Regions from separate parts of the Pan troglodytes genome. Here regions 1 and 2 are each linked to region 3. The links are chromatin contacts, called in public HiChIP or PLAC-seq maps. All regions are on one chromosome and are shown on one strand. Each heading gives the region's core, a stretch centred on a gene start, on an enhancer-like site or on the middle of the called end of the contact. The rest is flanking DNA. Distances are from core to core; before and after follow the strand shown. Region 1 holds the start of NDUFAF6 (NADH:ubiquinone oxidoreductase complex assembly factor 6). Region 2 holds the start of TP53INP1 (tumor protein p53 inducible nuclear protein 1). Region 3 holds the start of PLEKHF2 (pleckstrin homology and FYVE domain containing 2).

The links. HiChIP or PLAC-seq counts read pairs in DNA pulled down with a chosen protein or histone mark.
Region 1: an H3K4me3 HiChIP or PLAC-seq map of stem cell-derived excitatory neurons shows a contact between it and region 3, with 2.1 times the contacts expected there. The contact joins the promoter of NDUFAF6 here to the promoter of PLEKHF2 in region 3. A contact is called at or near these places in 1 of 7 Hi-C or Micro-C datasets (stem cell-derived neural progenitor cells) and 1 of 1 datasets of contacts at active chromatin or transcription factors (stem cell-derived excitatory neurons).
Region 2: an H3K4me3 HiChIP or PLAC-seq map of stem cell-derived excitatory neurons shows a contact between it and region 3, with 2.4 times the contacts expected there. The contact joins the promoter of TP53INP1 here to the promoter of PLEKHF2 in region 3. A contact is called at or near these places in 1 of 7 Hi-C or Micro-C datasets (stem cell-derived neural progenitor cells) and 1 of 1 datasets of contacts at active chromatin or transcription factors (stem cell-derived excitatory neurons).

Annotation. Positions count from the first base shown.
Region 1 is chr7:105,105,853-105,108,552 of NHGRI_mPanTro3-v2.0_pri, reverse strand. It overlaps NDUFAF6 (NADH:ubiquinone oxidoreductase complex assembly factor 6), which reads right to left and starts at 1,364. Exons shown (of 13, transcript XM_063816425.1): 1 at 761-1,364. CCNE2 (cyclin E2) reads left to right here. Exons shown (of 12, transcript XM_016959698.4): 1 at 1-239; 2 at 2,441-2,480; 3 at 2,569-2,665. The coding sequence starts at 2,467.
Region 2 is chr7:105,161,027-105,163,726 of NHGRI_mPanTro3-v2.0_pri, reverse strand. TP53INP1 (tumor protein p53 inducible nuclear protein 1) reads left to right here and starts at 1,435. Exons shown (of 6, transcript XM_063816438.1): 1 at 1,435-1,874. All of the region lies in intron 1 of NDUFAF6 (NADH:ubiquinone oxidoreductase complex assembly factor 6), which reads right to left.
Region 3 is chr7:105,341,849-105,344,548 of NHGRI_mPanTro3-v2.0_pri, reverse strand. PLEKHF2 (pleckstrin homology and FYVE domain containing 2) reads right to left here and starts at 1,410. Exons shown (of 2, transcript XM_016959701.3): 1 at 1,272-1,410.

The DNA.
Region 1 (2,700 bases), core at 115-2,614, 240 kb after region 3:
AAGGGCTCCCGCCCGCGCGGCTCCGTCTCCCCGGCGCGGCCCGCTCGCCGTCCTGCTCGCTCAGGGCCTGGGCAGACGCGGCCCGCCCGAGCTACCGCGGGTTCCGAGACGCCTTCGCACTGCTCCTCCACCCAGGGGATCTTTGTTCCCGGAGCTGTTCCCCGCCTCGCTGCTCCCGCCGCAAAACCTGTTTGCGGAATACCCGCCGCAAGTCTGATTTGACGATGTGCAGTTTTGGGGTGCGCCAGTTGTGGGGGCATTCATAGAGGCAGCGAAGGGACCCCTAAGTTTAAACACCCGGGGAAGGGTAAAGGAAGAGCGTCGGGCCCCCCTCCTCCCAATAGCGCTCGGGCGCGAACGGCGCCCTCCCGCGCTGCCGGCTCGCGCGGGCTCCGCAGGGCGCGCTGGCGGCGGCGGGGCGGGGCGCGGCAGGCGGGCCCGGGGCCTGCACGTGGTGGCGATCGTTCTTCCCACCCGGCCAGGTCCCCGGGGACCACCGCGCTCAGGGGGAGGAGGAATGCCGTTCCCGGGCCCCGCTCCGGAGAGGGGTTTTACCCTCTGGGATCCCGGAATTGGAGGTGGGGAAGAGAGGAAGCAAGGGAGGACGCGGCGTGGCGCGAGCGTTTCCTGCGCGGGGACTGCGGGGTGGCAGCTGGAGGCCACTGCAGGGACAGGGCGGCGGGCTGGGGGAGCGACCGACTCATGGGGAGGGAAACCCGGTAGGGGGAGCAGGGAGCCGGAAAACAGGGTTGATACATACCTGGATGGGCGGGCTGGAAATGCCTTCCCTGGGCGCGCAGCGCAAGGCCGGCGGAGCGGGCTCCGGGTGGTCGCGGACCGAGACTGGGGAGAGCAGAGCCGCACTTGGCCAGGCGCGTGGCTGAGTGGTGTTTACATTCTGCAGCCACTCCACGTTGTGCTGCCGCCCGTGCCTCCCATTGGCCAGCTCTTCAGCCAACGCTTTGCTCCTCCCCGAAGGGCGGGCCCTCGGGTCCCCGCGTCGCTCAGGAAAGACCTGGGTTCCCTGAGGCCTTGGCGGGACAGCTAGGACGCGCCCCTGGACGGTCACTTCCCAGCCACCCTATGGTCACCCGAGTCGTGTCCCCCTGTTATGCGCCCGGGCTGAGCCGCAGGCTGACACCCCCGAAATCCAGGAGTTGCAGTGGGAGGGAGCAAAAGCAAACTGGCGGGAGATGCGCGAGCCAGGCGGCGGGGAGACCAGCCGCGGAGAAGGAGCCCCTGAGAGTTTCCCTACCGCCGCCGGCCGCGCCGTGGAGCGCGGTGGACGCGGGCAGAAGGCCCGGTAGAGTGGACCCCACGGCCGCTCCGGGTGGCGGGCGCGCACTGAGAGCAGGGCGCGGCGCGCGGGCGCGCGGGAGGACGGGCGGGAGAGGGGAGCGCGCTGTCCGGAGGTGTCAGTCTGAGGCGCATGCGTGCGGGGCGGGACCGGCCCGGCCTATATATTGGGTTGGCGCCGGCGCCAGCTGAGCCGAGCGGTAGCTGGTCTGGCGGTGAGGAGTTGCTGCGCGTAGGGGGGATGCGGGAGGAAAGAAAGCCCAGTTGGGCCGATCACTTACCACAGGCGGGAGCCTCAGGGAGGAAAATCGGGAGGGCTGAGAACTAGACGACTGGGGGTCATGGGTTCCCGCGTTCCGTCCCTGTCAGGAACCTTGGCAGGGGACCGGGAAGCGGCTGGGCATGGAGAGCCGCCCCTCATTCTAGGGGCTTCTCTATCCCACCCTCATTTGGGGAGCTATCCCGTGGGAGAGAGGATGGGAGGCCGGGTCCCCTCCATGGGGAGAAAAGTTCCCAGCCAGCCCAGTCTCCCCTTTCTTTAGCTCCTTTTCCTGCCCTCCCCCACGCCCTCCGCTTCCCATCTGGAGTTGGGGTCCCGGCGCCCCTCCGAGCGGCGGTAGGGCGGCGGGGCCGGGAAGGAGGGAAAGGAGACTGGAGGCCGTGACACCAGTCTTGGTTCCTCCGCCCCCTGCTTCCCCGCCACCGCCGCTCTCCAAATTGGCGCGGAACCGGCTTCTCCACAGCATTTCGCCTCCACAACCCCCTCTCCCCGCTGGTCCAGGAGGGAGGCGGGACGTGGGGGCGCTGCCCAAGCCCCACTCCCGGTGTACGGGGGAGAGGGTGGAGGACCCAGAAAAACCCGTTTGAGGAAGATGTGCCTCCCTGCGCGTTCAAGGTGTCAGGAGTGCTTGGTAAATTTTTGGACACTCGCGTTCCAGCTGTACATTCAGTTGAGGAAATGCAGGCTTGTATCCAAAATGAATTACCATGAGCTAGCTAACATAGCACAGAAGATGGCAGGGTCACAGGGCCCAGGCCCCCTTCGGAGGGACTGAGCTTTCACCTCCGAATCAGCGTCTTACTGGCACTTGGAGAATGTGAATGACAATGTACTTGACTGCGGCTTTTCCTCTCCCTCCTTCAGAGGTTTTATACACCTGAAAGAAGAGAATGTCAAGACGAAGGTAACATTATCTGTCTTAGAGACATGTTTCAAATTAGTTGCTGCCTTTAACTTACTAATTACACTTCCTTTTTAAAAATTCACTACAGTAGCCGTTTACAAGCTAAGCAGCAGCCCCAGCCCAGCCAGACGGAATCCCCCCAAGAAGCCCAGATAATCCAGGCCAAGAAGAGGAAAACTACCCAGGTGATTTAAGGAGAAAGAGGGAGGAACGAAATTCC
Region 2 (2,700 bases), core at 186-2,685, 180 kb after region 3:
AAAGCTATTACACTTATGGCCCTGGAATAATTCTTGACTCCTTTCTGAGATGGTAACTGGCAGCCCAGTTAAACGCCTGTTTTCTGTTTTTATTTCAGAAAGCAGAAATCACAGAATCTCTTGCTTCTTTGTTCCAGGCTTTCTGGAGACCCAGACAGACCCTTTCTTCCCTTAAGACAATAGATGTCACTGGAATGCTAAGTGATTGTTTATCTAAAATGCAATTTTAAAAAATTCTTGTCTTTCCCAGACACTTGGCAACATGCTGTGTCCATGGTAGAAGCCCAGCAGATCCTAACTGTTGATGGGTAGATAGAAAACGACCTAAGTGGACTTCACTTTGCCATTCTCCTCAGTACAGACCGAACAACTTGTTGCTTTGTGTTCTGAGGCTGCCCCAAGTAGCCATCCTATGGGTTGGTAGGAAACAATATTCTTTAGCAGCCTTGATGCAACTGGCAGGGTTATGGCCACAGCCTGCTTTCATAAGCAGGAGGCAGAGGCATTAGTTGCATTGTATCTGTTTGTTGGTGTGAATGTGGTCCTGCACTGTGAGTCTTCCAAACAAAACTTGAGGTTGAATCCCTTTTGTTAGGGTAGATAAGGGAGCGTATTGAGCTCCACGGAAAACAGACAGGAGGACTCTGACAGATGGGGAAAGGGTCACCCCCACAGCAGGGGGTCAGCCTGGAAGTGGGTACTATAGCAACACGCTAAGAATTATTCTGTGAATTAAAGGATGGTTGGATTCACTGGATCTGCCCAGGCAGGGAACCTGGCTGGGTCTTTGTCAGTGAACAGATGAAAAGCTTGCTTGCATTTGTGTAATTTGACAGTTTGGTTGTGTTCAGACAGCTCTACGCTACGGAGATGACATTACTCCTGAGTTTCACTGCATGCATTTATGTAAACCAGTGGCATACCAGGAAGGGAGGCAGTGGGAGTGATCCACCCCAGGTACAGGCAGTACACAGTAAATTTGTGTGTCTGCAAATAATTTTAAAATAAAATTGACTAAAAGTCAGTTTGCTTTTTATTATTATGCTCCAACAGTTCCAAACAATGTCGTGGTAAAGTACTCCTCCCTCCTAGGGACAGACTTCACCTATGCTGCCCTGAGGCACTCCCTCCTTGGTGCACCACTGGGAATAAACAAGCACCAGGTGGGAAGATTATAAATCAGCAAGAGAGTAAACAGAAAGCAAGTGACTCCTGAGATAAGATGTTTTCATCACAAACACTATTTGGTAGAGTTTAGAGTCACTGATCTGTGATGGGCATTTCTGTTAGCTTTGTGTTTTGGTTATTGCTGCTTCAAAAACTACCCCAACATTTAGTGCCTTAAAACAATGATCATTTATTTGTTCACAATGCCGTCATTTTGGCAGTGCTCCGTGGGGATGGCTTATCTCTCCTCTGTTCAGTATGGTGTCTGCTGGAGCTGGAACTTCCTAAGGGCTTTCCCACTCATGTGTCTGGTAGCTCAGCTGGGATGAGCTGAAGAGCTAGAGCTGGCCAGGCATCTCTTTCTTTTCACATAGCCTCTCCCTGTGGCTAGCAGGGTGGTCTCTCCTCATGGGTGGCTGGCATTTTCCAGAGTACAAAGCAGAAGCTGTGGGGTTTGCTTAATGCTTTTGCTTAATGACGAGGCTTGGAAGTCCTAGAACATTCTTTCTGCCACATTCTATGGTCAGAGCAATCACAGGGTCAGCCCAGATTCAAAGGGAAGAAAAATACACCCACTTCATGATGGAGATACTGTTGTGGTCATCTTTGGAAAAATGATCTACTTCATATTGAATTTTTCTATCATAACAAGATGATGATTTCACATGTTGCTTTAACCATGATAAACCTTATCAAACTGGAAAAAGGTAGGCCTTTTTCTTTTTAAAAATTAGCCCCTTGTAATTGTCATCATACCTTGGTTCTGAATGTGGAGATGGCCCCTTCAATGGATTCCTAGGGAGAAACAAGAGATCATCGGGCTCCTACCATAGCATGTGGGAGAAAATATTAGAACAAGCCTGATTTGCAAAAACCTAGAATCCAAAGCATGTTCAAGTCTGTGAGACTATCTAGAACACAGTTTTAGCTCTTTCTCCCAAGATAAGGTCCAATGATCATCATATTTTGATCATTACTCCTTGGTGTCTGACAACTCCCTGCACTGCAATTTACATCCTTTAAAACCAGCATTGTTGGAAATGGACTGACTACATTGTGAGGGTCAGAATGTGAGTGTCTTTCAGATACTGTAATGTGTGATAGGCATCCCTCCAGGGTTGCTATACAGTTCACCCCAGGTCAAATAACTACATCCCAGTCCAAACAGTATCCACATGAGAGCTGATAGGCATCAACGTTACTCACCTGCCTTTGCCAGTTAATCCACCTATATGTGGCACAGAGCCTTGGTCTGGAAAACACTTTCAAGCCCACTGTCTCACTCTCTTGTCACTATAAATAACCTGGTGAGTTGGCAGTCCCGGCGTGAATGCCCACAATTTGCAGGTATGCAAACAGAACAGAGGGGCTAAGTTCCGTGGGTCACATGAGAGCTAGGCTGCAGCGCCTGGGGAGACGGCCGTTCCCGCCCGGTGCGCTTGTTGTCCGCTGGAGCAGAGGCCCCCGAGCCTGCTGACCTCTCTGCCTTCAGGCCTGGTCTCGCAGTCCCTTGTGCCTCGCCTATAGGCAGGC
Region 3 (2,700 bases), core at 161-2,660:
AGGGCTTACTGTATTTGTGTTTAAGAGCCTTTTCAGTTCATTTAACAGAATTTTAAAGCAAGATGTCTTTATTTAAAAATCATTTAGATTCATTTACTGAGGCTGAATATTTTCTTCTGAAGCTTAGTCACTATACTAGTTTTATTTAGAGGCCGATTACGTGTGCTTTCCAAATAAATAGCTTAATACCATTCATCCCCCGTGTGGTCGGGACCCAAAGGGATTATAATGAAGCCTTCGTTAATACTGAATTAACGTGAAGACCCCACGAGCTGCCAGAGTATTAAAAAAAAGTAAATGCTCAAAACGCGGTAGGCATTCACCCTTAAGAAACTAAAGGGAGGGGAAAAAAACTTCAAACTGTCAAGATCACTTCTTATTCTTAAGAGAACACATGCCTTTAAGACTCTCAAAGTTTGTGTCTAAATCTTTCTTTAATGAGTCTCTTCAGCAACGTACTACACAACACGACAAAGAAGGCATTTATCAACAACGCGTTTTGTGAGTCTATGAATTACCGAGGAGGGCTTAGGTGTCTGTAACCTTCATACCCACTTCCACCGCACACTCAAGTTATTGCTGGAATGTACGGAGAGCACACAAGGCTATTCAAGCAACACCGGCAGCGCGCTCTCGGCCTTCAATCACGTTTTTAAAAAGAAAAATAAATTCGGCAAAGGATCATAAAACTTGAAAAGGCTCCAAATAAATAAACCATCGCTTCTATCAGAGCAAGTTCTGCGGGGCCATTTTTGTCTCCCAAGTGACATACAAATATGTAGTTCAGGTCATAAGGTCCCCGACACGCAGACCCTGCAAACTTTTCGGCCAGAAATTTGTCGCGACCCTGAGACGCCCCCGGCCGTGTCCAGGACCCCCGTCCTCAGGCCCCACAACTTCTCACCCGGCCTCGGGGCTCCTTCCCGCGTCCGCCGGCCCCCGCCCCGCAGACCCGTGGACCGGACCCTACCCGGCGGCCCCCGTTCCCCCGCGGCGGCGGCGGCGTCCTACGGGCGGGCGCGGCTCGCTCCCGGGCTGGCGGGACGGCGGCGGCAACTGGCCCGCGGGCCGGCCCCGGCGCGAGGGGAGCGGCCGGGAGCGCCCCGTTTCTCACAGACCCCAACATGGCGTCGGCCGCCACCGCCCGCGACGACGACACCTCCCGGCGCTGCGACGGCTCCGGGACCGCGGGAGGAAGCGCCCGGAAAGTTTCGCGTCTCCCCTCCCGGCCCGTCAGGAGCCGGCGGACCACCCACCCGGGCTTCACCTACCCCGACGGCCGCGGGCGGCGGCGGCGGCGGCGGCAGCGAAGGCGAAGGTCCGATCCTCCTGGTCGCGGACGCAGGGCGCGGACTCTGCCCGTTCCCCGCCGGGGCCTTCCAGGGTGTGTGCTGTCCGCAGCCCCGCGCAGCCGGCGCGATCCAGACGCGGTGGGCGGGCTGGCCGCCAGCACAGCCGCTCGCAGGTGACTCCCCCGCCCCTCCAGTCGAACCCGACAACGGCTGCCTGGGCTGGCCTCTCCCCTGCGCGCGCACGGGCGCGCCCCCGTCCACACTCCGGGCGCGAGCGCGCGGGCACGAGCACACCCACACCCCTCGCTCCCCGCCCTTTCTTGCCAGTTCCCTCGCCCCGCCCCTCGCACCCCTGGCGACGCGCTCTAGGGGCGGGGCCTTTGGCGGAGGCCACACCCACCCAGGCCGGCCGCGGGCGGAGCTTGTCCATGTGTGAGGTCGGGACGCGCTCCCGCGACGCGTTGAGGTGCACGTGAGGCGCCTTACCTGACTTTCCTGACTCCGACCAGCCCTTAGAAAGTATTGCTCAACTGTCTACGAAGTTCTTAGGGAGACTGGAATAATAGAAGGAAGACACCTCCCCACCCACAACAGGCCTCCCCAGGGAACTGAAGAACGAGAAAGGCAGGCTTTGGATCTAAATGCCCAAAGGCATCGGTACTGGCATTTGCTGCTCCCATTTAGCACAGCAATCCTTTCCGTCACACTTTCCCTTTGCTTTACCTAAAATCCCTCCGCTTGAAACCAAGGGAACTGCGGCGACACACACATACCCTACGTGCTCCACCCAGCCCTTTCTTTTAAATGCATACTTTAGAATTCTGGTCTTTCCAAAACTTTGACGACACAAAACCCCATCAGCCTACTTCACATACCTAGAAACTGTAATTATTGCATAGTATATAAGGTTAAATGTGCCCTAATTGATCTGATAGCTAAGCGCTCTGATGGGTTCGTAGAGAGGTAACGAAGTTGCTTAGGGTAGACTAGGGATGGGGGCGAAGTAGGGAGAACAGCATACTTATTTTAAACAAAGTGTGTGTGGTGTGTAGGAGGAAATTGGGTTTTGGTAAATTTTATATTTCTTATTCATCTATTACTTCAGTAAGTTGTTTTAACCTGTGTTTGATTGCTGTTGAATTAGAGTCACTACCAGCCAAGCTGCACGTGGATGAGCACCTAGGGATGAGAGCAGACTTGGGTTCCGCCCTGCTCTTCCACCTGGGATCTTCCTCCTCCAGGCTTGTTGCCTCCTATCCTCCCCTATTTCAATAGAGTTTGTCTCTGAAACAAACAAGTCTTTTTTTAAATTAATAATTAGAACAAAATTGGCAAAGATGAACTTTTTTTAAATGGGGAAAGTTGTATGATCACACACACACAATCTTTCGTGTGTTAGAGTTGTCTC